Linked DNA regions of Sus scrofa: regions 1, 2, 4 and 5 are each linked to region 3. A link is a contact called in public HiChIP or PLAC-seq and promoter capture Hi-C data. All regions are on one chromosome and are shown on one strand. Each heading gives the region's core, a stretch centred on a gene start, on an enhancer-like site or on the middle of the called end of the contact. The rest is flanking DNA. Distances are from core to core; before and after follow the strand shown.

The links. Promoter capture Hi-C pulls out the DNA fragments that hold promoters and counts their contacts. HiChIP or PLAC-seq counts read pairs in DNA pulled down with a chosen protein or histone mark.
Region 1: a promoter capture Hi-C map of liver shows a contact between it and region 3, with 4 times the contacts expected there. The contact joins the promoter of FBP1 here to the promoter of ZCCHC6 in region 3. A contact is called at or near these places in 1 of 5 promoter capture datasets (liver) and 1 of 2 datasets of contacts at active chromatin or transcription factors (alveolar macrophages).
Region 2: a contact with region 3 is called in an H3K27ac HiChIP or PLAC-seq map of alveolar macrophages. The contact joins the promoter of LOC106507907 here to the promoter of ZCCHC6 in region 3. A contact is called at or near these places in 2 of 5 promoter capture datasets (fetal liver and liver), 4 of 47 Hi-C or Micro-C datasets (embryonic fibroblasts, epiblast stem cells, heart right ventricle and 1 more) and 1 of 2 datasets of contacts at active chromatin or transcription factors (alveolar macrophages).
Region 4: an H3K27ac HiChIP or PLAC-seq map of alveolar macrophages shows a contact between it and region 3, with 13 times the contacts expected there. The contact joins the promoter of CTSL here to the promoter of ZCCHC6 in region 3. A contact is called at or near these places in 1 of 5 promoter capture datasets (fetal skeletal muscle) and 1 of 2 datasets of contacts at active chromatin or transcription factors (alveolar macrophages).
Region 5: a contact with region 3 is called in an H3K27ac HiChIP or PLAC-seq map of alveolar macrophages. The contact joins the promoter of FBP2 here to the promoter of ZCCHC6 in region 3. A contact is called at or near these places in 2 of 47 Hi-C or Micro-C datasets (liver and skeletal muscle) and 2 of 2 datasets of contacts at active chromatin or transcription factors (alveolar macrophages and skeletal muscle).

The regions. Positions count from the first base shown.
Region 1 is chr10:27,586,994-27,590,008 of Sscrofa11.1, reverse strand. FBP1 (fructose-bisphosphatase 1) reads right to left here and starts at 1,400. Exons shown (of 7, transcript NM_213979.1): 1 at 1,139-1,400. The coding sequence starts at 1,308.
Region 2 is chr10:27,952,292-27,955,409 of Sscrofa11.1, reverse strand. LOC106507907 (basic proline-rich protein-like) reads right to left here and starts at 1,751. Exons shown (of 2, transcript XM_021064271.1): 1 at 1,206-1,751. The coding sequence starts at 1,751. It overlaps DAPK1 (death-associated protein kinase 1), which reads left to right and starts at 702. Exons shown (of 26, transcript XM_021064621.1): 1 at 702-809; 2 at 2,104-2,279. The coding sequence starts at 2,218.
Region 3 is chr10:28,994,285-28,997,231 of Sscrofa11.1, reverse strand. ZCCHC6 (terminal uridylyltransferase 7) reads right to left here and starts at 1,668. Exons shown (of 27, transcript XM_013989710.2): 1 at 1,512-1,668; 2 at 1-378. The coding sequence starts at 347.
Region 4 is chr10:27,672,957-27,676,054 of Sscrofa11.1, reverse strand. It overlaps CTSL (cathepsin L1), which reads left to right and starts at 1,350. Exons shown (of 8, transcript XM_003130633.6): 1 at 1,350-1,478; 2 at 1,968-2,104; 3 at 2,402-2,524; 4 at 2,626-2,772. The coding sequence starts at 1,979.
Region 5 is chr10:27,630,497-27,633,744 of Sscrofa11.1, reverse strand. It overlaps FBP2 (fructose-bisphosphatase 2), which reads right to left and starts at 1,912. Exons shown (of 7, transcript NM_001167632.2): 1 at 1,649-1,912. The coding sequence starts at 1,707.

The sequences.
Region 1 (3,015 bases), core at 151-2,650, 1.4 Mb after region 3:
TAAGGTTCTGGTACTGCTGTGAGCTGAGGTGTAGGTCACAGATGTGTCTCAGATCCTGCGTGGCTGTGGCTGTAGCTAGGCTGGCAGCTGCAGCTCTGATTTGACCCCTAGCCTGGGAACTTCCATATGCTGCACGTGTGGCCCTAAAAAGCAAAACAACAACAATAACAACAAAAAAGAATAAAAAAGAAATGTTATTAAGAGAGGCCACAGGTGAAATAGCAATGGAATCACCACCTTCCTAACACACTGTCCAGACCCATCTCCCAGCAAAGCCCATCCCTGCTAGACATCTGAAAATAAATACAATGATGATACACCACTTCCTTAAAAGTTAGCTCTACCAAGCCACCCTGTAGGACCAACAGCTGACCAGGAAAGGGATCTTGGCTACAGGGGTTGTTCTTTTTCAGATCGGCTATGCATCGTGCACAATGTTTAAAGTGTCCCTGAGTGATGGAAAGGAAGGAGTGTGGGCAATCTGAAAACCCAGGTCCCCTTCAGCAAAATCGAGGACCAGTCTAAAAATAAAATACCCGTCATACATATCAGAATAAACGAAAGGGTAATTGCGTTACTTAGAAAAAAAAAAAAAAAAAAAAGCCTCACAAGAAGGAGCCCTTTGAATCCCCATGTCCTGTCCTTTTGCTACAACCCAATATGATCTGTGGACCAGCAGCCTGGGCACCACCTACCACAGAAAAACTTCTTCCAAATGCAGACTCTCAAGGCCCACCCTAGCCCTACTGCAGCCCTGTGCACACCAGCCTTGCGGCCCCTGAAAGCTCTGAACTTGCGGAGGTCCTCCCAGCCTGCCTGGGTGTTCCCCTGCTCCTAACAGGACTTGTGTAGGGTCAAGGAGATGTTGAATGAGAAACCTGACTTGGGATCTCTATTCCAAAGGGAATGAAGGAGGTCAAAGCACAGAAAGGCTTTGCGTGTGGCTGGGCAAGTTTTTGCAGAGTGGCTCCCAGAGAGAGAGAGAGGGATCTCTACTGTCAGACAGAGAGGCTGGGAGCAGCAGCATGAGCAGCAGCAGAGGACCAGACATTGGACTGCCCAGCGATCCCTAACCAGAGAAAGAGGTCACGGTCATGGCCGAGGGGCGAGGAAGGGGGGTTGCGGAGACCTGACTCACAGGTGCGCGATGCCCGCCTTGCGGACTGCGGTGGAGATGGCTTTGACCGCGGTGCACAGCGAGTTGAGCAGCTGGGTCATCTCGCCGGTGCCGCGGGCCTTCCTGCCCTCCTCCATGACGAAGCGGGTTAGGGTGACGATATTGGTGTCGAAGGCCGCCTGGTCCGTCATGCTGAGGCCGGGCTGCTGCGCTCTGGGCTGCAAGGTGCAAGCGGCAGGTGCGGACGGCGGGACACCGCGGGATAAGGTTGGAGTGCGCCCTCAAGGCCGCCGGGTGTCAGCACAGCTCGGAGTGGCTGGATCCCAGCGGGTTGCCTCGGAGAGCCTATAAGCGCGGGTCACCGCCCTCCGCCCCCGGGAACACCTCCGCGCTCCGCCCCCGCCCGCCCCAACGTCCGGGATCCACGTCCAGTCTCGGTTCCTCCAACCACAGGGCGGTCCCCCAACCCCTGCAGCCGGCCGCCACCTCCGCTTCCTCCGCTGTCGTCGCGCCACGCCTCCCGCGGAGCCATTGCCAAGGGCGACTCTGGGCCACCTGCATGGTTTCCTTCAGTCCCCTCAACCCCTGGGCCACGGAGGTGCAGTCCTGATCCCACCCTCGCAATCCCCAATATAAAACGTAAGTTCAGAAGGTTAAGCCAGGTGCGCGGTGCAGCGCAGCTAGCGAGAGAAAAGCCTGAGCTGCAAGCTTCAGGCTCGAGGCTCTAACTGCTGTGGCACCATCGCCACCTGACATTTGCTGTCTGTTATCTGTCCACCCCTACTTGGCCTGCCACCTGGCTCTTCCGACAAGCTTCAGGAGACGTGATTTCCCCTGTTTCTCAATTGTCTGATGGCTCGTTTGGAGGGCCCTGCATTCAGACACCTTCTCAAGAATCCTATAATTTGAGCTTTATTGGGGACTTTTGTTTCTAATCCCTGCGTTTTGCAGAGAAAATAGTCACAGGCACAAAGAAGCGTCTTCTGGACCACACTGAGGCCAGAAGCTCGACAGGTGCTACCCATGACCGCCTCATAGGCACATCGCTGCTGTCCTAAGGCAGCTCATACACTGATTCATGCATCGTTTATTGAGCACCTGCTGTTAACCAGATAATGCTTTGAAAGCTATCTCCCTGTCTCCTTACTTGTGACCAGTAATAAATGCTTCTGCTTTCATGGGATACACTTGGTGTGTTCATCGGCTGAGCACTCCAAAAGATGGATCCGTTGAATCCAGCAACAATTTCTGGTGACCCTGATGGGGCATGTGCCCTGAGGAGGGACAAAGGGAGCTGGCCACACTGGAGTGAAGTGGACTTGTCTTCTCATGTTGGTTGAGTTCTCTTGGTCAGACATGAATCTGCTGGGTGTCTACTGGTTCAGAGACTGCTCACCAGCTGGCTCTCTGTGGGCAAAGTGGCGACCTGAACGGATTTGTTCAGTACCCTCAGACTTCCGGGGTGTTGGGGGGCAGGTGAGTAGCATCCAGAACTGCTGCTATAATAAGTATGGATATCGCAGTAGTCTCCCGTTTGATTAAAGCAGAATTTAAGACGCACACAACTGGGGTTGGGATCCTCGTTTCACCCTGGGTTCGAGCCCAGGGGTTCTGAGTTCTACCACTGGGAGGTTGCATTCCTTCTGGTGGAAAACTAGCGATTTCTGGGTTTGGCAGCCACCTTTTCTGTGACTGGGGAAGGTTGAGTTCCTTTATAATAGAAAACGAGAGACTTCTGGGTGCAGGGAACACAGGTGTGGATAGGGTTTCCTGAAGTCACTCTTCCCAGTGGCAGAAACTGACTGCCAGGCTTGGGTTCGAGTCCTGGACCCTTGGTCTCTAGGCTGGTTTCACTCTGGGTCCTAGGGTTTATGTTTTGTCCTGTCCTCTATGTCTGA
Region 2 (3,118 bases), core at 502-3,001, 1.0 Mb after region 3:
TTAATTTTGATAATAGCTTTTGTTTAACCCAACACATCCCAAATATTATCATTTGAACATGCATTTAATATAAAAAATATTCAAGTCTTGGAATCCCATGTGTATTTCACCCTTCTTGGACTCTTCATTTGGGACTAACCACATGTCAAGTCATCTGTACTCAATACCATATTGGACAGCACGCATAGACCTTTCATTTCTGCTGCTTCCTTGGGCCTCTGAGACCTAAAACCTTTCTTCTCTGGTTTCATACCTTCTTTTTTATTTTTATTTTTTTCATTTTTTGGCCACCCTGTACATCTGAAGTTCCCAGGCCAGGAGTCAGATCCGAGCCATAGACGTGGCCTTAACTGCAGCCGCTGCAACACTGGATCCTTAACCCGCTGTACCGGCCTATGGGGGAATCGAACCTGCGTTCTTCCCAAGATGCCGCTGATCCAGTTGTGCCAAGGCGGGAACTCCTCATACCTTCTTATAGTTCAAATCCCAGCTCAAAAGCCCTGTCCAGGAGGGGAACGCCACCTAATGTGGCCCACTCCCGCTCTGTCATTCTCTATCTCATTATCCTTCAATTTTGTCTCCATAGAATGGATCTAAAGTGATCTCGTTTATTTGCTTACATATTTATTGTCTGGCTTCGCCACCATAATGCAAGTGTCATGAGGGCAGGGATTTTTTTAAACCTATTACGCTCCCTGCGATTTCCTGGTGCCGAGCACAGTGCCTGGCCCACCCTAGGCGCTCAGGACACATTTGCAGGACATTTCCCTGGAATCCCGCCAAAGGAGGCAGGTCTCGGCGTGTCACAGGTGGGGCGCCCACGGTGCGCGCGGCCGCGATGGCTGCGCTCCCCACGCGGGTGCGGGGTGAGTGGGTGTGTGCGGGGGTGTGCGCGGTAGAGCGCGCCAGCGAGCCCCGAGCGGGGAGGAGCAGCCAGCGCAGCACAGCACCCGCAGCAACGGCCGGGCCGGGCAGCTCGGAGGTGGGTGGGCCGTGTCGCCAGCCCGCCCGCGGGGTCCCCCATTGGCCGCCTGCCGGCCGCCCTCCGCCCGGAAGGCGGCGAGGAGCCGAGGGCTGCTCTGCAGCTGGAGCGGGAGAGCTCAGCCGAGCCGACGCCGGGCGGACGCGCGCGGGATCAGCGTCCTCACTTGCTGCCTCCCTGCGCTCCCGCCGCCGCCCCGCTCGCTCCCGGCGCTGGCGCCTACCGTTGGCCTCGGACAGCGCTCCGGAGGGACCCGGGCAGCTCCCGGGCGCCCGGGTGAGTGGCCGCGCGCGGCTCTCCGGCTCCTCCCGGGCCCCGCCGCCTGCTTTTGCTTTCGCGGCCGCGGCGCGGCGGGGTTTGCCCCGGCAGCCGCCTGGACCACCGGGAAGGCCGAGGCGGGGTAAACTTGACTGCGGGGAGAAGTGGGATCACAGTCGGGAGGGGCCCCCGGCCTCGTGGGGCGGGTGGAAACAGGTGGCGCGGGCCGGGCGCTTTGTGTCGAGGCGCGGGGACCGGGAGCGGGCGGCCGCGCCTCCCTCGGCCGCTCCCTTCCCTCCCTTGCTCCCCCGGGCGGCCGCAAGCCGGGTCGGCCGGGTAACGGAGCGGGAGTCGCCAGGAATGTGCCTCTGGGGACTGCGTGACTCGAGGGAGGAGAGAAGGTGGCCGGGGAGGTGCGGGAGCCGAGAGGTGGCGCGGGGGCTGCACCGCCGCTGCAGGCAGGAGAGGGATGCTTCCAGCGAGCAGTGTTCCGCCCGGGTGAGGGCTTCATTCTTCCGCGGCGCCCCTGGAGGTGGGGAGCTGGGTGGGCGTGTGTGTGCAGAGAAAGAGGAGGCGGGGAGGCCAGCCACTTCCGGAGCCGATTTTGATCCTAGCCCAGCGCCTTGCTTTCGGGGAAGCGGACCTTGGGGTGCGGTTGTGCTCGGCCCCACGCGTGCGCGGGCGATGCGGGGCTGGGGGCGTCCCTGGCTTGGGTTTAACAAAGAGTGCTCCTCTCCACCCGGAGGGGAGGGGCAGCTCCGGAGAGGTGGTCTTCAGCAAGTGGGTCTTAGCCCTGGGGAGAGGTACTTCCTTTGGGAGTTGTCATTTTGTTATTCTTATTACCTTTTTTTTTTTTTTTAAAGGACGGGACTCTCATGCATGAGGGGCCCACGGAGGCGCAGGAGCAGGAGCGGTGGTGATGGTTTGGGAAGCGGAGCTGAAGTGCGCTGGGCTTTGGTGAGGCGTGACAGTTTATCATGACGGTGTTCAGGCAGGAAAACGTGGACGATTACTACGACACCGGCGAGGAACTTGGCAGGTACTGGGGGTGCCGGAAGCGCACGCTTCTGGGTTGTGCGAATGCATGTTATTGCAAGCAGTGGGCGGTAAACAAATGCAGTTTGAAATCAGGCGTCTCCCTTGCCCTTCCAGGAGACACGCAAATTATAGAGAAAAGAGTTACTAACCCAGTGACGACCAGGGACCAGAAATAAACGACCTAATCCTGGGGGCTGGGGGGTGGAGGGGCGATTTCAGTGTTAGATTATGACACAGGGTGTATGGATCAAGACTCCTGGACAAGAGATTTAATTGTCTGCAGTAACTCTTGTCAGCCGTGGTCCTTCTGCCAGAATAAGGCAGAAGCTGAGATATAATTGCGGCTGGAGTTCGCTCTTATGTGTGATTTAGACGAAGTACAAACTGATTAATAGGCTTATTTTTAAAAGCTTAAGACTTGCCCTTTTTCTGAGTTTTCAAGAGTGATATGCACAAGTATAGGTAGGTCACACATGGAGACTTGTCAGATGTTGAATTGGATTTTGAAACTTCCTTGAACCATGAATTTAATTACGTGGTTGGTCTCAGTGGTTGCTCTGGTTTCATTCGCAACGTTAAATTTTTAACAAATCCCTGATTGAGAGTCTAATATGGCTATCTGGATTCAGAGCATACTTCCAGTGCTGTGGGAGGGAGCTGTGATTCTGAATGTGAAGCCTTTCAGTTCCAGGTGAACAAAGAAGGATTTCATTGGGGGCCTCCAAGGGCTGGATGGGTTTCCCTTTCACCAGGGATTTGACAGGGTAGGTAGTGCCCTGGTCTAACTTTAGCAGAAAAGCCAGATTCCACACCCAAATTTAAATTCAACATTGGGAATTT
Region 3 (2,947 bases), core at 419-2,918:
TTGAATTCTCTCCAACTGTCTGCATTACCAAGTTCATCAGATAGCCATCTCTTACTCTGATCTTTGTGGTTATCAGTTATCCAAACAGGTTGACTGTAAATTGGGTTCTTAAATGCATATGGATTGCTGGAAACAGCATATGGTCCTTTTCTGGGGGTATTCCCATAGTTCCCTGGTGTTAATTTTTTTTTGGGAGGGCCTTTTTCCATTTTACTGCTATAGCCTTTAGCATAATCATCCATTATTAAATAATCTTGTTGGGGGTGACCCCTTCTGAAATCTTCATCATCAGTAGTCCCTCGCTCTTTAGCACGCTTCACAAAATAAGGTTTGGCAGCATCTCCCATGGTCTTTGACTTCAATTTTCTTACTCTGCACCTATAAGAAGGTATCAAACTATTATAGGATATCATGCCAAGTACACAAAATACCACAGTTATTGCAAGATGCTCAAAAGCCTGTAAGAAAACTCTTCTTTTCCTAATTTCCGTCACATTCCAATAGTCAGTGCATTATGCTAGAAGTCAGGAGGCTTAATACCATAATATTCTTCATGAAATTAGTACTCGTTCTTTAACATAAAGATTAAATCTATGAGTCTGTCTTAAAAATTGGAGAATAAAAACACTGTCACTCATGACAAGCTGGTTGACTTTTTACCCATATAACTAAGGCTCTTCTTACAAAACAAAACAAAAAACAAACTTCACCCTAAGCCTATACTTTAGAGAACTCCCCAAACGGTCTTTTAAAAACAAGCTGACAATTATTTTTAAGTGTTATACAAAGTAACCGAAACTTTGTGAAGTAGTACATCTTATCGCCACTTTTCCATCCCTTCTCGGTATCCCGGGGCCTCCGCTCCGCTCACCACTGTTCAGAAGGCCCGACTTCTATAGCTTGGGCTTCGGAGGGGCTGGGCTCCCGACCAAGGCTCCGCTCTGGTCAGAGGGGCTGGCTTTCCGACCGATGGACAAGTCCAGCTAACCTGCCCAGTCCTCATCCTCAACTCCAAACAAGTTTGGTTTTGTCACGAACAGAAATTCTCCCTCTTCGATCCCCATGTGACAGCCCCACCTCCGATCTGCCTCAGTTTCCACTCTTCGGGTCGGAGGCGGAGAAATAGGAGGCGTCTCCGCACTCCTGGCCACGAAGCCACCGCGGGGACCAGGAAGCAGGAAGTGACCTGCCTCCTCGATAGGGTTCCGGGGTCCCCCCGGCAAAACAGGGGGCCGGGAGCGAGTGCCTCCACCGAGATTCCTGCTTCTCTAGTCCCCGTAGGGTCTGACACAAAGTGAAGATGCGGACTCCAGCCCGAGAGCTCAGTCCCCACCGGCCCGGGGGCTCCCGGGTCCTCACAACTAGGGCGAGGAGGACGGCAGAGGATGAAGCCAACGTATCTCCCCTCCTGGGCCCGCCCGCTACTCCGGAGACCCGAGAACCCACCGGAGACCCACCCCAGACGCGAAACTGAGAAAGACACAGGCGAAAAGGCGCCCGGGAGCACTCACCACCTCCGCCGCGGTCCCCCGCCTCTTCCTGTCCCGACCAGGCTCCCTCTCCGTGTTTTCCTTCAGCCCCACTTCCGGCGCTCAGCGCTGTCTCATTGTGCGCGATTGGGAGCCGGCCTTGCCTCCGCCCGAGCGCTCAGCCGCGCACGCCGGAAACGCCCGCCGCCCCGCCCCTCTTGCTTCCGCCGCCGCCGCAGCCTCCTGCGCGCAGGCGCTTTCCGGGTGGGACGTCGGGTCGTGTTCTGACAGCTAGCACTCCACTCTTGTTTGCTGCGTGCGTTCGTCGCTTGGCCCGCTTGCTGTTCTCGCAAAAGCGCGGGGCAGAGGAGAGAAAGAAGCCTCTCGTTCTCCGAGAGAGACGCAGAGGCCGCAGTCAGGGCCTGGATATACTCGGAGGCTCGGCTTCTCCTCTGGGTGCTCCTTGTTGCTTCCAGGGAAAGTTTAGTCTGGATCTGAGGCCTCGTGGCGCTCTTCCTGGTTTTTCAATTTTGGTAATTCGAGGGAATGAATGTCTCAGTGAGGTCTTAATTGCCGACCCTCTAGAAACGCCAGCGTTTAAGCTTCCACTGTACACCCAGATCTCAGTGTGTTCAAGGGAAATGCTGTGCTTTTTTCTTAGTCCTCAGATTAACTTCTCTTAAAAACAAAACCGTGTTTTGAAGAAAATGTATAATCGCAAAGGATAACCAAGGACGGTCATACTAGAATTTTTGAACAGAGAATTTTTTAAATGAAACTAGCAAACGACCTGGGTGGGTTTTTTCCCCCCTCTTTTTGTTTTGACTGTTACCGTCAATGCTATCTGCCTTGTTCTAAATACTTCGAAAGCCTCGAGCAACTAATAAAATTAGAGCGTTGAAAAAATGTGACAGCTTTGATTTCTCTGCTTTTTAAGAGCATTCAAATTTAAATCCATGAGATTCTGGAGGGATAATGGTCTTAAAAGGAGCACATTAATACTGGCTGTTGCCAAGGCACTGTTCTGACAGCTTTACAAGTAATTACTCACTTAATCCGCACAACAACTCCTCTAGAATATCATTATCCTCACTTTAAAGGTGGAGAAATAGAGTTTGTGGTGAAGTAAATGGCACCGCTGGAATCCAAACCCTAATGAAGCAGAGTCTCTTCTTAACCACTGTCTATACTAAAGGTAATTTAAAACAGGTAGGTACAACTTCTGTATAATGCCTTATCTAGATGCTTTGGTTCTGAATATACGTGACAATCAAGCCAATCTTTTCAACAGGCTGACAGTGGTGTTTTTATAGAGTCCAAAAAGCGTGATGATACATGATTACATTTATTATATGCAATACTAATGCTACCACACCCAGTCAGGGAATACTGTATGGAAGAACTGGTTCAGGAAACATCAGCCTCAAGTGTCTAGAATTTTAGAGTAGCAGTTGATAATGCTTTTTAAGGCTTTAATA
Region 4 (3,098 bases), core at 101-2,600, 1.3 Mb after region 3:
TACACAGAGTAGCCAGATTCATAGATGCAGAACTAGAATGGTGGTTGCCAAAGGCTAAGACAGGGAGACATGCAGAGTTATTGTTTCACAAGTATAGAGTTTCAGTTTTGAAATACGAAAAATTTCCAAAGATGGATGATGGTGATGGTTACACAACAATGTGGATGTACTTAATGCCACTGAACTGCACACTTAAAAATGGTTATTAAAGTAGACATTTTTAGATTATGTACATATTAACACAGTAAAATTATGTGTCTGATTGTGCTTCTAGAATGCTTATCAACTTAACCCAAGCAGAAATTACTTAAGGTCCAATGAAAAATGACTCCATTTTTATCAAAAAAAGAAAAAATCAAATGATGTCTAGACAAAGGTAATGTGGGGACACGAGGTAATGATAATTTTTTCTAAAAGATATTTTCTACAATGACTTTTTTTTAATGTAATGAAGGACAAACATATACAACCTTTCTGGTTTGTGTTCCTTAAATTCTTAATTATATAAATAGATATTTAATATAGAAATATATTTTCCTCCATTTAAAATGTTTCATTGTCATTTAAATCCTGACATGTGTCATTTAAAGTATAAATCATTGAAGTCATATTTCTTAAATCTCAAGAAGAGCACTTTCGATACTAAGAAAAAGGCATATTAATCCACGACGCAGAGAATGGGAAGGTAAAAAGTTTCTACCCTTCAACTTTCCTTTTTTTTAATTAAACTAAATTTTTCTGTATATAACTTCTTTCTGTAGGTTTTGAAGAAGGCTTGAGAGGCAAAAACCCCAGACGGGGGAAGACAGGAAAGCGACATTACAAAATGCCACGCCTTCTCTAGAGACCCACTCAATTTCGTCCCCTTTTCCTCCTGGCATCTGAGCCAAAACCAGCACGTCACGGGCTTTGACATGCCATTCCGCTCAGATTCTTCTCAAACCCAGCGGGTACCACCCTCAACCGCGGAGGTATCTTCCTGTGGGCTGTGCATTCCTTCACTCCGTCCCACATTTGCTGCGGAATAAGCGGGAACCCCTAGACTAGACGGTTCTCAGGTCCCCTGCAGATTTTCACCCCAAACTCTAGGACTAAAGGGTTACGCTGAAATTCCTTTGGGGGCTCTCCTCATAAGATTTTTCTCAGGAACCACTCGCCGAGCGCACGAATTCCAGGTAATTAGTTGATTGGATCCCCAAGGAGGCGCCAGACCCTCTCTCAGCGCTGCCCGGGGGTCCCCAGCTAGCCGCCTCCGGGCCCTAGGGGTTGGCACGGGACAAGCTGGGACCTGCCTTCTCACGCGCCAGGAATCCCAGGACTAGGGCCCCGCCCACAGGCAGCTCAGCCAATCGCGGAGCGGGCTGGTGGGGGCGGTGCCGGCCAAGCGGAATCCCGGATAGTTAAATGGGAGGACTTGGGGTCACTGTCCCAACTTCAGACGCCAGTGGATCTGCAGCTGTTGACTGCGCCCGCCGCAGGTGAGCGCCCGGGGCTGGGACCTGGCGCGAAGGGGTCGCCCCGGGAACCAGCGAGACTGCCAGCCTTGGGGGTCGAGGGCTTGGGGTTGAGAGGTACCAGGAGGCGCCAGCTAGACCCCGCAACCTGACCCCCGCAGGCCGTACTATGGAACCCGCAGCTCCCCACTACGCTTTGACCTGCTCTGGGAGCGGCGGTCGTGCTCCAGGGGCGGGGAGCGGAGCGGCACGCCCCCCGCCTGGTTCCTCCTGCGGGGCGGGAACAGGCTCTGAGTCCCAGGAGAGACTGGCCCTGTCCCCTCCAGGGAATGGGCTCTGGGATCTTTTTCTCCACCCATACCCTTAGTCTGCCCTTAGTCCTTGTGGACTTTGGAGGATAAATTAAGTGTTTTTCACTCCACCATAATGGCTGCAACGTTTCAGAATACAGTAGGATGGACTTTTTTTAGAAAGATGGGTGTCCTCATGTACTCATTTCTTTTCTCTTCTTAGATCTTTGAAACATGAATCCTTCACTCCTCCTGGCTGCCTTTTGCTTGGGAATAGCCTCAGCTGCTCCAAGACATGATCACAGTTTAGATGCAGACTGGTACAAGTGGAAGGCAACACACAGGAAACTCTATGGCTTGGTTGGTAACCTCTGAAACCGTCCATCTGAAACCCCACAGAGAATTGTCCATGCTGTTGGGAAGCTGATAGCAGAGCGTAACCTCTTGAGGCCGCTCTTACCCAGTCAGTAACTTCGCAGAGCCCATTACTGAGTACAGCCTGGGCATAGGTGCCTGTCATGTGGGCACGGGACACCCAGGAGTACAAAGCCACCTCTGGCCATGGTTTCTCTTCCTCTCTGTCTACAAATCCACTTGGTGAAGGTGAGTTGGTTTTAAACAGAAACAAAGAGAACAGGTTCCGGTCTTTGCCTCTAGAATGAAGAAGGAAGGCGGAGAGCCGTATGGGAGAAGAACATGAAAATGATTGAACGGCACAATTGGGAACACAGGCAAGGGAAACATAGCTTCACCATGGCCATGAATGCCTTTGGTGACATGGTGAGTGTGGCATGAGTTGCTGAACATTTTATGCATCCTCTCCTTTATACTTTAACCAAATAACCTCCTGCTCTTCAACCTTCCTTCCCCCCACCCCCAAGACCAATGAAGAATTCAGGAAGACGATGAATGGTTTTCAAAACCAGAAGCACAAGAAGGGAAAAGTATTCCTTGACGCTGGCTCTGCTTTGACCCCCCATTCTGTGGATTGGAGAGAGAAAGGCTATGTAACTGCTGTGAAGAATCAGGTACGACAGCATTCAGATCCGATCCCTTTCCAAGAGTAAAGCCAAGTAGGAATGGCCATCCTGGCTACTACTATGATAGACTATGGAACAACATGTCCATAAAACAACAATTTGATCGTCTTTTTTTGGCTGCCCCATGGCATTTGGAGGTCCCAGGCCAGGGATCAGATCCAAGCCATAGTTACAATCTAAGCAACACCAGATCCTTAACTCACTGTGCCTGGCCGGGGATTGAACCTGCATCCCAGCGCTCCCAAGATGCCACCAATCCTCTTTCGCCATAGCAGGAACCCCGCATTTGTCTAGTTTTTTAAAGAGTGTTCAGA
Region 5 (3,248 bases), core at 663-3,162, 1.4 Mb after region 3:
TGGCCTTGCTCAGTGGGTTAAGGATCCAATGTTGCTGTGGCTGTGGTGTAGGCCAGCAGCTATTGGACCCCTAGTTGGGAACATATGCTTCAGGTGCAGCCCTAAAAAGCAAAAAAAAAAAAAAAAAAAGAGAGTTGGCCATTTTGCCAAACACTAATACAGGTATAGCAATGCACAAAGGAAAATCCAGTCCTAATCACCCTTAATTTGGATTCCACCACTGGGTCACAAAACTTTATACAGGTAAATTCTGTAATTATCACTTTTTTTTCCATTAAAAGTCCTAAGTTGTTAAGAATAAATATTTTAATTATTGGACTTTGATATTTCTTCATTTTGTAATGATGATGATCATAATGGGTCCTGCTAACTTCTGAGAGGACCTCAAACTGGAATTGCTACCAGGAAAATGGAAGCCCCAAAGAAAGACTTGCTTTTTTTTTTTTTTTTTTTTTTGTCTTTTTAGGGCCGCACCCACAGCATATGGAGGTTCCCAGGCTAGGGGTCGAATTGGAGCTACCGCTGCCAGCCTACACCACAGCCACAGCAACGTGGGATCCAAGCCGCATCTTCGACCTACACTGCAGCTCACGGCAACGTCGGATCCTTAACCCACTGAGCGATGCCAGGGATCAAACCTCTGTGCTCATGGATGCTAGTCAGATTCGTTTCTACTGAGCCATGACAAGAACTCCAAGACTTGCTTCTTTTCATCATAGACTTAAACTAGACCCTTGACTGTGAGGATCAGCAGCCGTAGCATGAACTTGGCTGCCGATCTGGGTTTGGATAAAGCACCAAGAGCTCAAAATGCTCTGAGTTCCCTCCTCCTTGGCCCCCTGCACCTCCCAGGTTCCCGCACACCAAGTGGAGAGGAGATTAAGTCCCAGAGAAGAAATAACAAATTGTTTTTAAAAGCAAAAGACTCCTTTTGATGGTAAGAAGGGAGAAGGAGCTTGGGTTGCAGGGAGTCATTTGGTAAATGATTTCTAGCTGCCAACGACTGTAGGCAAAGGGCAAGACAATAAAGGGCTCATATCTGCAAAGGCATTAAAGAGCCATCTCAAGTCTCCTGGCAGTCGCTTTGTGCCAGGGAGAATGCAAACGCAAGTCCCCATAACTCAGGGTAGGTTTTAGTGGAACAAGGCCCTGAGCTTGTTATCATTACAATACGTGGCAGCTGGAAAAATCATATATATTTTTCTCCATAGCGTGTCTCCAAGTATTTTGTTCTTCTTCTTTTTTTTTTTTTTTTTCTTTTTAGGGCTGCACCTTTGGCATATGGAAGTTCCCACATTCGGGGTCAAATCGGAGTTGTAGCTGCCGGCCTCCACCACAGCCACAGCAATGCCGCATCCTTAATCCACTGCGCGAGGCCAGGGATCGAACCCACATCCTCATGGATACTAGTTGGATTTGTTCCCTCTGAGCCACAACGGAACTCCTGTTCCTTCCGTGACACAAGGCAAAGTCCCTTTTATCAACGCACCCCTGGAAGAATCTTTCAAGGCAACTCGCTCCAACACCCCACCCCTCCACCCCCCGCCAGGGCACACAGGCTAATAGCTTTTGACCTGAGGGTATCCAGCCCCAACACCTGCAGCCCTGCCCCCACCCCACCCCCACCCCCGGCCTGGATGGGACTCACAGGTTGGCCAGGCCGGCCTTGCGCACGGCAGAGGAGATGGCTTTGATGGCCGTCAGCATGGAGTTGAGCAGCTGCGTGAGCTCCCCGGTGCCTTTGGCCTGCCGGCCCTTTTCCATAACATAGCGGGTCAGGGTGAGCATATCTGTTTCGAAGGGGCTTCTGTCCCCCATGATGCTAGGGAATGCTTCAAGTCCTTGTCTACCTGCAGAAGCAAAGCCTTATCTGTAAGGACTGATCCGTCCGCCGCTGAATCAGAGCTGATTATGAGTCTGTCCTAGCTGGGCCAGGACCTTTAAGGGGGAAGTGCCACCACCCACGTGGTTGAGATAACTGGGCAAGCCCTCAAGGAAACCTCTCTGGCCTGGCTCATCTGAAGGCTGCCAGAGCCCTTAAGCAAGCTGTAAATAGAACAGGCAACCCGGAACCACAGACCTACTTTTTCTTGATGAAGCTTCTTCTTTAAAGATCCTAAGAAGCAACCATTTAGTAGCAGGTAGGAGATGGGAAATTCATCTGCGGAAAACAAGGGTCCCTAAAACCCTGTTATTCAAGGGCTCCAAAGGATTCTTCTTGTATCTCCGCTGCGGTGCCTCCTTCCCTTTCATCACAGACACAGATTGGCAGATACCTTATCTGGGGAATAGGTCACATAACAAAATAGTGGCAATCCTGGCACCTCTTAGCCAGGGTTCTCTCACATGTTTGAAAGGGATGCTTTTTATTTCCAATAAAAAGTACGCTTTTTATGGATTTCCTGTTGTGGCTCAGCAGTAACAAACCTGACTAGTATCCATGAAGATGTAGGTTTGAACCATGGCTTCGTTCAGTGGGTTAAGGATCCAGTGATGCCGTGACTCGTGATGTAGGTTGCAGACATGGCTTGGATCTGGCGTTGCCGTGGCTGTGGTGTAGACTGAGAGTTGCAGCTCCGATTCGACCCCTAGCCTGGGAACTTCCATATGCCACAGGTGCAGCCCTAAAAAGAAAAAAAAATGCTTTTTATTTCCAACAAAAAATTTATTTTAGATGGATATTTATAATAGATATTCAAATCTGGAAGAAAATAAATTCTATTCCTAGCACAATGCCTAGCACCAGGGTTATTTTATCAATTCTTTATCCTTTCAATTTCTCCGGACTTGCATTTTTTTTTTTTTCCTTTTCTTTTTAGGGCTGCACCTGCAGCGTGCAGAAATTCCCAGGCTAGGGGTCCAGTTGGGGTTCCAACTCCCAGCCTATGCCACAGCCACATCAACACCAGATCCAAGCTGCGTCTGTGGTCTACACACATTTACACCACAGTTCACGACAACATCAGATCCTTAACCCACTGAGGCCAGGGATCAAACCCACATCCTCATTAGATACTAGTTGGGTTCTTAACCAACCCACTGAGCAACAATGAGAATGCCTGCATTTTTTTTTTTAACTTTTCCCTTTTAGGGCTGCAATTGCAGCATATGAGGTTCCCAGGCTAGGAATCAAATCAGAGCTACAGCTGCTGGCCCACACCACAGCCACAGCAACGCAGGATCCTTCACCCATCGAAGGAGGCCAGGGTTTGAAGCCGCAACCTCATGGTTACTAGTCGGATTCATTT